2 separate regions of the Arabidopsis thaliana genome follow, and region 1 is linked to region 2. Evidence: chromatin contacts called from public capture Hi-C data. All regions are on one chromosome and are shown on one strand. The core of a region is the stretch at or near the end of the contact, and the rest is flanking DNA. Distances in the headings are between cores, read along the strand shown. Region 1 holds the start of AT1G29320 (Transducin/WD40 repeat-like superfamily protein). Region 2 holds the start of AT1G29200 (O-fucosyltransferase family protein).

The links. Capture Hi-C pulls out chosen DNA fragments and counts their contacts.
Region 1: a contact with region 2 is called in a capture Hi-C map of seedling, with 1.7 times the contacts expected there. A contact is called at or near these places in 7 of 26 Hi-C or Micro-C datasets (callus, leaf, root and 2 more), 2 of 2 datasets of targeted methods (seedling and shoot) and 3 of 3 other capture datasets (root, seedling and shoot).

Annotation. Positions count from the first base shown.
Region 1 is chr1:10,253,813-10,256,798 of TAIR10.1, forward strand. It overlaps AT1G29320 (Transducin/WD40 repeat-like superfamily protein), which reads left to right and starts at 1,438. Exons shown (of 12, transcript NM_102672.4): 1 at 1,438-1,624; 2 at 1,702-1,817; 3 at 2,364-2,393; 4 at 2,500-2,636; 5 at 2,734-2,913. The coding sequence starts at 1,543. It overlaps AT1G29310 (SecY protein transport family protein), which reads left to right. Exons shown (of 7, transcript NM_102671.5): 5 at 44-168; 6 at 253-388; 7 at 475-980. The coding sequence ends at 714.
Region 2 is chr1:10,206,152-10,208,851 of TAIR10.1, forward strand. AT1G29200 (O-fucosyltransferase family protein) reads left to right here and starts at 1,426. Exons shown (of 9, transcript NM_001332841.1): 1 at 1,426-1,561; 2 at 1,820-2,360; 3 at 2,438-2,614; 4 at 2,692-2,700. The coding sequence starts at 2,274. It overlaps AT1G29210 (a tRNA gene), which reads right to left and starts at 1,227; the gene lies at 1,155-1,227.

The DNA.
Region 1 (2,986 bases), core at 188-2,687, 48 kb after region 2:
GCTGAGAACATAAAGTTGACAATTTGCATTTCCTCTTCAACAGCTTCTCTACAGGAAATTCAGTGGAAATTTCTTTGTGAACCTATTGGGACAGTGGAAAGAATCAGAGTACAGTGGACAATCTATACCAGTTAGTGGTCTTGCATATTTGATCACAGCTCCGGCAAGGTAATTCACAAGTAACGTGTGTCCCCATCAATATAACAATACTTGATTTCCAGTTCTCTGAATATTTGTTTTCCACGGTTACAGTTTTGCCGATATGGCAGCTCATCCATTCCATGCTCTGTTCTATATCGTCTTCATGCTCACTGCTTGTGCCCTATTCTCAAAAACATGGATTGAAGTCTCCGGGTCTTCTGCTAGAGATGTAGCTAAGCAGCTAAAGGTAATAATCCCTAAACCTTTTCTCCATTGCTAAATAATTTAAACATTTCGACATGGAAAGTGAATTTATTTGTAAAATATGATTAGGAACAACAAATGGTGATGCCGGGACACAGAGAGTCCAACTTACAAAAGGAGCTGAACCGGTACATCCCAACAGCGGCTGCATTTGGAGGAGTGTGCATCGGTGCGCTCACTGTTTTGGCTGATTTCATGGGAGCCATTGGGTCGGGGACTGGAATCTTACTTGCAGTCACAATCATATATCAGTATTTTGAAACCTTTGAGAAGGAAAAAGCCAGCGAGCTTGGTTTCTTTGGATTCTGATTGTTTCTAGTCATATAAAGGGGTAAATTTTGCTAAGACTAGTGAGAAATTTGAAAGCCTAATTAAGAAGTAGCTTTCCTCTTATGTGTTCATTCAAAGGTTCAATAGACGATTAAAAGAGCATTTTGGTAGACACTTTTTGATTAACCAACAGATTTTTCTCTATTAGTTGTTACTTTGTGTTAGAATTTTTTTCTTCAAAAATTACACCAAATTTCTCCATTGGTTACTAGTCTGTGTTTTATTTTGCTAATTTGGACTTTAAGAGCTCATGTTATCTTTGGATTGAGGAATTGAAATTCAGCAAATCGTAGAATAGTAGTAATTGTGCTAATCTCCAAATAGAACCCGAGATTTGGCAACTGAAGCACCATCCATCCAAAGACGGTTTGTTTAGAAACAAGGTGGTTGAAGGTTCAATCAAAACCCTTTAGTAGAAATTTACATATATATACACTAGATTAAGATCAACAGTAATTAAAAATTTCATGATTAGCAGAATTCATCAAAAAAAAATTTACTAATCAATTTATGAACATAAAAAAAAATCATCAATTAAACTGACTTTTTTGTTTTAACACAAACACTTTAGCATTTTGTTTACAAGAAACGAAAATTGAATGCAAACTATAAACAGAGACAACCAAGTAGTATTTATTAACTGTCCCGGTTCAGGTAACCCGAATTGATTTTGATTTTGTACCCGGTTTAGAAGGAGGGATACGACAACAAAAGCGGTGACCAAAATCAAAACGTAGGGTTTTAAAAAGGGTTTCTCTTCTCTTCTCCGTCGTCGAGCATCTGCAAATTATACGGCGGCGATAAAAAATGCCTCGAGTCATCCCTCCGGAGAATCTCGGTTGCCCACCATTCCGTGCTTTAACTTTTGACTCTCTCGGCTTAATAAAAGGTGCCCACTTCGCTCTCTCTGTTTTTAATATAGAAGTTTCGTTTTTTCTAATAGATTATTTCAATTTTGATGTGCAGTGACTGAAGCTCGTGGTCAAGAGAGAGGGATTCCGACTGTAGTGAACACATGGGGAGAGATGAATGCATCTAGAAGTGTTCTTGCTGCTTCCATTGATGACCGGTTAAGGAATCCGGTAAAAAGTTTCATTCTTTTCATGTTTATGTTAAGCTATGAGGATTGAATCTAGGCGTGGCTTAGTTATCAGGTTCAGATTGATATCTACTGCTGAAATGAGCTCATTTTTTGAATTTAGCTTATAAGATTTGAATTTGTGATTCTTGGACTTGAAGATCATTGTATTAATCTTGAGCCAAATTTGAGGTTTTCGTTAGATTCCTCGCTCTAATCAGACTGTTGGTAGTTTTAGTTTATTGTTTTGCTTTGGCATTTTGAACCACGAGTTTTGGCTTTGTTTTGGTTGCAATTGAGAACTTATCGGTAATATGTTATCATTTCGTTTGCAACTATGCTACAGTTTCATAATCTCTGACTCCACTGTTACTACAAGATAGCTCTTCAGATTTTTTCCTCCTTTCTTAAGCATACATGATAACATCTATGCTTTGGAAATGTATTAGCAAATTTTGAGTTCTTAACTTTGATTTCTTCTTGTTTCCGTATTTGCGTCAAAATGGTAACTCATAACTTTTTCTCTCTTTTTCTTTTCTTCCAATTGCAGCTTTTGGCTGTTGCAAGAAAAGATGGCAATGTAAGTTTTCCTTACTTTAAGCTATGTGTATTTGAGTAATATATTTATCTCCATAGCCTGGCCAACATTTATACAATCATTTTGTTCATTTCTATCCTTTCCATAGGTTGAGGTTATTAACCCTTGTAATGGTGATCTTCACTTCTCATACTCTGTATTTGGTGATGATGGTTGTTCCCCTGAGGATAACGAAATTTCTGCCCTGCACTTATTCAGGAAAAAGATAGATGATCAGACAGAAAGGTATATAACTTTACACTAATTCTTTGAAATTCCCATTGAATTATGTTTTTATGTTGTGTTGCCATTGACGTTTCTAAACAAAATTTGGTATTCTTAGATCTTGCACATTGCTTACATGTACGAAAAAGGGAGATGTGAGTCTCAGATCAGTTAAATTTCCAGATGCACATGGTAATTCCACGGATGATGCTTCTCCTAAAACATGGAAAGCATGTGGTTCTGGTGAAATATTGGTTGGTAAAGTGGATGGGAGCGAAAACTTCAGCTTATTTGGAGGGTTAGTAGTTAGAACTGAATCGATTTGCTTATATTTGTAGATCATTTCGTTATATCTCGGTTTTGGTTGTTAC
Region 2 (2,700 bases), core at 176-2,675:
TCTTATTCTTCTTCTATATGTATGAGCATTCCATAACTCATAACTCATACATTAATCCTTTTTTTAATCAAAGCGCAAAATGAAAAATCTTGTTCAAGAAATGATCAAAGCTGTTAAGGCTGTTGTTAAGTGCGGATCTTTCCCAACCAAGAGGAAGATCCCATTCACGAGCCATGCTGTTGCATCTGCGGCGAGGAAGGTGAATGTTACGTTGGAGAATCTTAAAGAAGAGAAGTGGAGCTCGAAGCTGACGAAGGATATGACAAGAAGGTTGCAACGGTGTTTCATTATTTGAAGAAGAAATATGGAGCCATTAGGAAATCTGTGACGACAATCTCATTCAATAGCAAGTACATACAGAAGAAGAAGGGTGGAAAGAATGAAAAGGTGGAGGTGAATCATTTCACAGACCCAATTCACTAGAATGTGCATGATTGTGACAACAATCAACCTTGAAGAATGAAGAAGAAGAAGAAGAAGCAGCGGCAGGAAGATTTATAAGATTAGATTCGATTATGTATGTGTGTTTTTATTTAAGACTCTTTGTCTCGATTATGTAATGTTATATGTAGGAGTGTCAAAATGAGTAACCCAACTCAACTCAACTCATTCTTTCAAATGAGTTTATGGGTTTCCCAACTCATTTAAATAATAATTTAATTAATAATTAATATAAAATAATAATCAATAATTTTCATCAAGATTATCATCAAAATTGAGAAATTTATGAAATCACAATTTTTGATTGGAAAATTATAGTTTTGCGTTTTTTATGGCAAAACTACGAATTTACATTTTGGAAGGAATACATGTTTTGGCGGAAAAATGCGGATTAACATTTATGGCGGAAAACTCTACCATCCGTCCACCATTGAATTCTATTTCTAAAAATCACATAAGTCCTTCACTGAGGTTTCTCTACAAGAGTTTCCACACACTCTAGTTGTCATGGTTATTGTGTTTAAGTCCTTTTGGATGCCAAAATACTCTCAAGTCTCAAGTGAAAAACATCAATTCCAAATATGAAGTATTGAAGTGTTTTCCGTTAATCCTTGTTTTTAACGAACCTTCATTTCCATCTACGCAATAACACTTTTCAAAACTAAGCAACGAAAAAAGAATTTACCCCCAACGAAAAAATAAAAATAAAAAAACTCCGTTGCCGGGACTCGAACCCGGGTCTCTCGGGTGAGAGCCGAGTATCCTGACCAGCTAGACTACAACGGATAGTTGACACACCGTTACATCTAATATTATATAACAAAACAATGAAAGAGCAAGTTTGCGTCACAAGTCATTCTCGGGTCTATGCTAAAAAAAACAAAAATGGGTAAAATATAATACAGGGATAAATTTCTTGAGATTCCTGACAGATTTCTATGATCTAGGTATTATAACACAGTTTCAAACACACGCATTGTTAAATAAAGGATAGAAGATTCGGTTCCGTCATGGAGATCGGTAACGATCGACGAACGAGAAAGCAGAAGAACAGAAGCTATCTGTTCTGGTGTGATTTGTTCACATGTAGCTATCTCCATACCCAATCTTCTTCATTAAGGTTTATGTCGTGGCTCTTCTTATTTATAAAAACTTTTTTTTTTTGCCTTGCGTTTTACTCTTCCCATTAAAAAAGAATTCAGAGATTCCTCAACAACTATGTTAGCTTCACTTAGAATTAATTTGTTCTGTCGGGATTCCTCCACACTTTTTTCACCAATTGTCATATTTTATTGTTGAATATTTTGGTTCCATCAATCTCTTAATTGCTTGCCATACATCGAGAGAGTTCTTGATTCATTTTGCATTTCCTAAATAGTTTATGAGCTGAGAGAAGAGACAGATCATTAATGGGGAAACAGGGATCACCGAGAAGTCCTCGACCTGAAACCATAGATAAAGAAGAGAAATTTGGGAGGAGAAGTTTGGATTCTTTATCTGGTAATGATCTCTTACTCGGTAGAAGAATATATGCAAGTGAAGTTTCCAAGGCTCAAGGATCTAAGCATGATCAAAGCAGTGGTAGTAGCAACAAATTTTGGAAGAAGCAACATTCATGGCTTCGTAGGAACTTTAAGTCGATAGTTTTGATGATCTCAGTCACCGGTTTCATTTTCTGTATGGATTCCATTATGGTTTCGATCTTTCATTCCGATAGTAGAGCCGTGGTGCAAGACATTTCAAGGTTGAGCAATATGACTTTGCATAAGGTTTGAGAATAAATATATCTTCTTTATACATCCTCCATTGTTATTGCTTCTTAATTTTTGTTTATGTCAATTAAGAATGGAGCAGTAGATGCTTCACCAGTTCAAATGTATAGCCGTCTTCTAAACTTAGCTTCGGATTCTCTTGCAAAGGTTAGTGAAAATGTAAGAAATTATATTTGTTATTTGTTTGAATCATTAATAATCTTCTTCTCCATTTGTATTACAAGAATGAATTCAAACCCGATACACCAAACTTCCGGGAGGAAAGATCTTCAAAGTCATCACAGTGGAAGCCTTGTGCAGATAATAACAAAGCAGCTGTGGCATTAGAGAGGTCTAGAGAATTAAGCAATGGTTACATCATGGTTAGTGCAAATGGAGGCCTTAATCAACAGCGCGTGGCTGTAAGTATATACCAAAGTAATCATTATATATTTGATTCATCAAGAAAGTATATATAGTGAATGTTAGTTTCTTGCAGATCTGTAAC